Regions from separate parts of the Anas platyrhynchos genome. Here region 1 is linked to region 2. Evidence: chromatin contacts called from public Hi-C data. All regions are on one chromosome and are shown on one strand. Each heading gives the region's core, a stretch centred on a gene start, on an enhancer-like site or on the middle of the called end of the contact. The rest is flanking DNA. Distances are from core to core; before and after follow the strand shown.

Region 1 (3,372 bases), core at 284-2,783, 150 kb before region 2:
CCTCATTAATGAGAGCACAAAGAAGTAAAACGGAGCTAAGTAATCACACAGACTCCTACTAGTATACACGCTGTCCGGAAGATACACATTGCAGTTTAAAAACTTGGGGGTTCCAGGTAGTTACTGCAACAGGGAGAGTTCCCACCTTTCAGCATGCCAGCAAAAGAAAAAGAACAAGGGATTTGGTATTTGTACAGTTCACAATCTACTGAATATGTTTACTACGTGGAAACTAAACCAGTTTAGCATTCAGTATTTAAAAGAAACAACGCATACTCTTAGAGTACATTTAGACTCCTTTTACTGAATTACACTTTATAAATAGTATTGCTACAAGCAACAAGTGATACAACCTTTCACTTTTAAGTTGCCAACGTGTTTCAAGGAAGATCTCCTAGAGCTTTTAGACCACCCCTAAGTTTTCTGTATTCTTCCACTCACAAGACTTTTCCTAAATTAGAACAACAGGAAACTTTGAATAGGTGCGTTGCTACTTAAATAACATTTGTCCTGACAGGGCAGATCCTGACTTTCCTCCCACCTGTATTTATGTCACAGAGACACCAGACACAACACTAACCCCCTCTCGTGCTTACAGAAGATTTTAACCATTAAAGTAACACAAGAACAGGAGAAGCGGCAGGTTCATTTTAGCCATTGAAGTAAAACAAAAAACACCAGAACTGGCTGGGTCAAAGTCAGATTTTGCCAGAGGCACTGAACAGCAGTTAAAGCTTCCCCAAACACTGCCACAGTCTTAATAAATTCTGATTTTGAAAAAGGTGCCAACAAAAAAAAAAAAAAAAGAGAGAGAAAAAAAAACAGTAACTACACAATATGTTTACAGGAATCTGTAGCAGCTGAGTTTAGAGAAGGAAAGCGCAGGCAGGTACCAGGGAGGCGCTTCTGTGTCAGCACCGAGAGCCAGCAGCGAAGCGCGAGTAAAGTTGTGCAGCAACAGCAGCGGGACGAGGGGCTGCAGGGGGGCACCGCGCACCTCCCCCGCTGCTGGGGGCCCCTTCGCCCCCTCCAGAGCCGCGGGGGGAACCCGGCCGGCCCCCGGCACCACCCCCGGAGGTGCCGCTGAGGCAGCCCGTGGCGGCGGGCAGGCACCGCTCCCCCCGGCGCGGCCCGGGCCCTCCCCGCCGCGCCCAGGCCCGCGGCACCCCCCGGCCTCGGCCCGCCAGGCCCGGCCTGGGCTCCGAGCGCGCGGCGGGGCCCGCCCGAGGCCCGCGGCCTGAGGCGAGCCCGGCGCTGCCTGAGGGGCGCCCGCAGCCCCCCTGTGCCGGAGCGGGGCAGGCGCCAGGCCCGGGCAGGCGCGGGAGAGGCAGCAGCGAGGCGGCGGCTCCCCGAGGGGAGCGGGAGGGAGGCGGGAGGGAGCCGCGGAGCCGCCGTACCTCGGCGAGGCGCGTCCCGCCGCCTCACGGCCCCGGCTGGCTCCGCTCAGGCGGGCAGGGCTCCGCTCGCCACCATCACCGCCGCTCCAAGATGGCGGGCATAGCAGCTCCTGCCAGCCCCCCCCCTCCCTCCGCCCCGCCTGCCAATCATCCCGCCCCGGCACCGCCCCCCGCCGCCCCACGCGCCGTTGCTATTGGGCAGCGGCCGAGGCGCCGTCGCTGATTGGGGGATTCGCGGGTGTCAGTCGCTCGCTCGCGGCGCTGTGACGGGGTGGGACGGGGTGCGGGGGCGGGCTCTCGGGTTGTTGTCAGCCAGTCAGCGCACGGGGCGGGCGCGCCTCGCTTCCCACCTTCCCCGCTTAGCAACACGGTGACGTCGAAATGACAGGCGTTCCCTTCGACCAATCAGGAGAGCGGATGCCTCTTTTTAAAAAAAATAAAAAGCCCCCTCCGTCCAATCCGGAGCTGAGCTGCGGGGACCCGGCGGGAGGGCCACAGCGGGAGGGGCGGGCGCCTGCGCTGGCGCTCTCCCTTTGGCCTTGCCCCCCGCGGCTCGCCATTGGCCGGCGCGCGGAGCCACGCCCCCGGCGCGCGCCGCACGGGCGCCAAACTGCCTGACAACAAGCCCGGGGGGGGGGGGGGGGGGGGGGGGGGGGCGAGGCCGTGTGGGGAGGGCGGGCAGGGAGCGGCGGCAGCACGGGGAATTAGCTCAAATGGTAGAGCGCTCGCTTAGCATGCGAGAGGTAGCGGGATCGATGCCCGCATTCTCCAGCGGATTTGTTTTCTTACCCGGAACTGGGTGAATTTCGCCCAACGTTTGAGGCGTGTTTTACCAAAGCACAACGAAATAAATCAAAGTGTAAAAAGGTGTAAAAATAGGGGAGAAAGGGGGATCAGGGAGCTGAGCCCGACCCTACAAACCACATCTCACCCCCTGGGCCCGCCGCAGTTTCCTGCCCTGTGCCCTGACAGACTTTTTACCAGAGAAAAGCCCCAAATGCTGTCTCTGAGGCACAGACCCAGCCAGGGCGCCTGCCGCCTTCCCTCACAGCCTCACACCGCCTCTGGCCAGGCTGCTGGTGACCACTGCTGTCCCCTCACCCCCCTGGGCAGCCCTCCCATTTCCCAAAGGCCCTGGCATGGCACCCCTCTGGGGCACCTTTGCCTCTGGTGATACTTCTGGGGGCAAAAAAAAAAGAATAAAAGAGTGCTTCCATTAGCATGTGCTTTCTCTGAACGGAGGCAGGGAGCCGTGGTTTATAATACACCTGTGAAAGCCAGGTGAAGATGCTTGCTTCCAAGGAAAAGGGAGCCAGCAGATTTGTTGTAATGGCATACACATAATAGCTGCAAACAGGCTCACGTGCCCTGACCTTTGCACTTCAGACACACACTCATGCAGCAGAAACTCTTGCCAGCTGCTCAGGTACTTGGTTTCATAATTCCAGTTGCATAAAGGGCTGGACGCAGCGTCAGCTTTCTTCTCGTTCCTACATCTTTCCTACCAGTTCATCAACTTCTGGCAACAGTTTGCTGTGCTTTCTGTAGGCTTCAGGGGTTCTCCCAAGGATTGAGTCACAACGTGCTTTACACTGCGAGGAGCCACCCTTGCTCATTTTACTCTTCGGCATATAGTGGTACATCCTTATTTTACAAAACCTCCGCGACCAGAAGCCCTATCCAAGCTGTAGGGTTGGTGGTTTGCTTCTATTAGAAAGAGATTAGTGACTGCTGGGTCAGGCACACGAGCATCTTACTCTGCCTGAATAAGTCAGTACAGCCTCAGTAATTACAGATACATGTGATCTTAATGTGTCACTAACATATGGTCAAAACACAGCAGCATGAAATGCACTTGCTGAGCCATAGAATTGTGCAGTTAGGCCTCTGGGCATAGAGCCTGGTTTTGTTTTCTTTTTCATGCAAGCATATTTATTTTAGTAAAAGAAATAAATAAGTAAGTAAAAAAAAATGC
Region 2 (3,810 bases), core at 749-3,248:
TGGTTTGCTGTCCAAACTGGACAGACAGGTGGTTGTTTCATCCAGGTTCCTGCACTGTCTACACAATGGCAAGCCCGTGGAAAAAAACAGTAATTTCTTCTTCCTACTACCTTAAATCTTGTAATTCCGTATCTATTAATGTATGTTAGGTACCTAAGACCTTGAATGTTTCTCTTGTCTTCAGAGAAATTGAGTAGAAGGAAACACAAGTGGAGGAATACTGACCAACTGCAAGACATAAGAGATACTTGAAGAATAAAATTCTAGTACTTCTAGTGAAATGAATGAAATAAGTCATTCAAAAAGACCTAAAACACATCAGCAACAAAGTCTTACATTATCACCAGGTGAAACTATGTTACACATGCAGCTGGCACACAACAGTGGTGTACTAGAAGATGCTCAGGAAACTGGGCCAACCAGCCAAAGCACAAGAGTGAGTCAGTAACCTTGAACTGATAACACCACATTTTGTATGTGCAGAAGGCCTTTAAGAGCGAAGTCTGAAGGAACCTAAGGATCTGAAACTCGGTTATGAAAAAATGCTGAGACAACGCCTTCTATAGAGAAGATTCAGGACCTTGAATTTTACGTACTAGGCTATAAATCCAGATCACCTGAATTTAGTTGAAGGAAACTGCACATTTAAGGGGTCTCATTTTATCAGTCCACTTTTCTCTCCAGTCTTTTCTATTGCTCCTGGATTAATTCTGAAGTCATCACCACAAAGCCCTCTGAAGGTGGAGACATTTCCAAGCCAGTTTGGTTATCCTAATATGCGCCTAGCTAGATCGCCATGATTTTACATTAAATTGTCTCCAAATCCACGTTTATCTGTCAGACACGAAGCCTCGATGACATTCCTTTTAAAATAGCCTCAGGTAATCCGGAGCCGCGCAGGTGGACAAAATATATGGCCGTTTCATCACGCCAACCACAGCGACCTTAGCCCTTCCCCAGGCAATTCTTGCCACATCACACACTTAGATCTCTGACTTCGATTAATATTAAACTGCTCTCTCATGCAGGTCCCGGGGCTGGGAAGGAAGGCAGCCAGCCCCCAGCCCCACCAAGCCCTACACTTCTCCTCTCTGCCCTCTGCACCACAGCCCTACGCAGAGGGTCCCCGGCCCCCCTCAGGCCACGCTCCCTCAGCGATTACAACCGAGCAGATCCCAGGAGCTGCTTTCTATCACAACAGGATTTGAAAGCAGACTGAAGCCAAGCGTAAACACACCCAGCGAAGGCCCTGCTCGCTGCCAGCCTTCCAGAGGCCTGCTTTCCTTCAGGGACGTTTTGCATCGAGAGCCCGCTGCGGCTCTGAGAGGCGACCGCCGGTGCCCACCCCGGCCCCAGCCGCCCACCGCCGCCCTTTGGGATCCCCGACGGGCTCCGAGCCCCCCGGCACCCCTTTTCCACCGGGGCCTCGGCCACAACAAAGGGACAACCCCCCCACACAAACAAAATCAAGCCGGCCAGACCAAAAGAGCCGTGAATTAACCCCAAACCCGCAGCAGAAAGCCTTCGGCTGCCCGCCTCGAGCTCTCCTCCCCCCCCCGCATCTCCCGCCGCCCCCCCGGGGCGCGTCGCCATTTCGTGAGGCGGCAGAGCCGCGGGCGGCCCGGCGCGGCGGCCAGGGGGAGAGAAGGGAGCCGAGGGGGGGAGGACGAGGGAACCCCCCCCTACACCCCGGCCCCAAAACACCCGGTGATCGCCCGGCCGGCGCAGCACGGCACGGCCCTGCCCTGCCCAACCCAGGCCCCACCGCGCCCCGGCCGGCGCTCACAGTTGCGGATATCGGAGATGAAGACGGCCAAGCCTCGCATCCCATCGCCCTTCGACACCGCCGGCATGGTGGCGAGCGATCACGGCCGCCCAGCGCCGCGCCAAAGCACCGCAACCCCACCGCCGCTTCTCCCCGCGGGGCTCCTCAGGCCGCTGCCGCCGCCTCTGCTGCGCGCAGGCGCCGCGATGGCTCCCGCTCCACGGCGGGCGGCGGGCGGCGAGGCTCGGACACCCCCTGGCGGGCGGAGGCGGCGGGGACCCGGCCCTGCCCTCCCCGTGTCCCCCTCACGGCCCCCTCACGCCCCTCTCGGCACCCCCGGTGCCGGTGTTGGGGGCTGGTTTGTGGGGCACGGCCTGTAAGGGGTAAGCGGGAGCCGCAGGGTCCTTCTGCTGAGGCGTCGGTGTCTCCTCAGGAACGGCCTAATCCCTGCCTCACCCCCTGCCCCCGCTGGTTTTAGTGATGGGTGAAGGAGGAGCGTGTGGGTTTTGCCTCAGAGAGTGTTAGCTTCTGAGAGAGAAGGAGAGGGACAGCAGATCTGACAGGGAAGTAGGATTTCAGCGGTAAGTTTTGATCTAGGATCTTATTTCTGAAGTGTGGAGAGGGAGGTACTGACTCCTTACAGTAGGATACGTAAGACCATGGTTTCCCCAGCGCGGGCCAACGCAGGACGCATCTCAGTCCTACAGCGAAAAATGGGCCCCAAAAGCTGTGCATGGGATCTCCATCACAAGCCTTGCATAGTTAGAAGAGCTGGTACATGCAGATCCTGTCACAACCCCCTGGGGTAAGCAGTGCAGTTGCTCTGCATTACACGTGGCAATTCATGCTACCCTGGGCGTGCAGGTGTGCAAGGCCAGAGCCACATGTCTCCCTCGAAGGCCATGAACCTGCAGAGCAACACAGTCCCACGCCACATCTGCTCCTGAGATGGAAAACATTTCAAGGTTAAACTTTCTTAAACACACCAAAGAGGTTGGACTGCACAGAGCATTTAATCTCACCAGTTGAAAATAGATTCAAAGGGTGTCAAAACTGGCCTAGTCCCCCTAAACCACAGTGTGTTGAGAGGTTCAGTCATAACACAAATTATTAGTAGACTTAGCAGGTTATAATGACCTCTAGAATCATGGGATTTAAGACTACTGGAGACCACTCAGGAATTTATTTAATCTGTTTTCTTGTATTCTTCAAACTATTTCATTTTGCACGGTTTTTGTTTTGTTTTTTGTGTTTTTTTTTTTTTTGTGTTTTTTTTTTTTTTTGTGTGTGTGTGTGTGTGTGTTTTTTTTTTTTTTTTTCTTCCCTGCATTGAGCCAAAAACTAGATTTTAGTCACAGTCCGTTGTCCAGAAAGGCATAGTTTTGATCTGACATCATCAAAAGGTACCAAATGTACTGTTTCTCTGGGTAGTTTGTTCCCATGGTTAATGCTCCTCATTTAAAGCTCGCATCTTACTTAAATTTATCAAGCTTCAGTGCCCATAAGTTAATGATATATTTTTCTCTCATAAATAGAGAGCTATGCAATACTTGATACTCTTTTTCAGATAGTGGTGGCACACTTCAGCCAGGTCACCTCTCAAGTGTCTTTTCTGCATGTTTTCAGGATACATTTTTACACCAGTGCTTTTCAGTTGGATATTTATTAGAAAGAGAAAATGATAGCATCTGGTAGTCAGGAATGTGTCCTTTCCTCCCTGGGCATAGTAGACCAAGTGCAGCTAGTGGCAATTGTGCACAATGCAGCTGCTCTGGATAAGGAAGTTTAGATGAAGAAAATTGTGCTTTTTCAGAGTTTTATAATCAAATACTGATGTTTAACTATAATTTCCATTTACCTTCAAAGCTGAAAACTTAAGATTTCACTACATAGGAATTCCTTTTTTCTGAAAAACAAACAAACAAACAAACAAATATTAGAGTTAAACAAAATAAGATGTTGAACTAATTTCTACTCTTGAGAGCAGAGTGACACTTAAAGGCTATGTATATCAGTTCTGTCTGGCTGCATTCCAGTCAACACTG

The links. A called contact is a pair of places that touch in the nucleus more often than the background predicts.
Region 1: a contact with region 2 is called in a Hi-C map of liver, with 5 times the contacts expected there. The contact joins the promoter of PPP6R3 here to the promoter of AP2A2 in region 2. A contact is called at or near these places in 3 of 8 Hi-C or Micro-C datasets (liver, skeletal muscle and subcutaneous adipose tissue).

The regions. Positions count from the first base shown.
Region 1 is chr5:47,039,851-47,043,222 of IASCAAS_PekinDuck_T2T, reverse strand. PPP6R3 (protein phosphatase 6 regulatory subunit 3) reads right to left here and starts at 1,533. Exons shown (of 23, transcript XM_072038968.1): 1 at 1,398-1,533. TRNAA-AGC (transfer RNA alanine (anticodon AGC)) reads left to right here and starts at 2,096; the gene lies at 2,096-2,168.
Region 2 is chr5:46,884,932-46,888,741 of IASCAAS_PekinDuck_T2T, reverse strand. It overlaps AP2A2 (adaptor related protein complex 2 subunit alpha 2), which reads right to left and starts at 1,998. Exons shown (of 23, transcript XM_027459677.3): 1 at 1,787-1,998. The coding sequence starts at 1,853. It overlaps CHID1 (chitinase domain containing 1), which reads left to right and starts at 2,210. Exons shown (of 13, transcript XM_072038957.1): 1 at 2,210-2,346.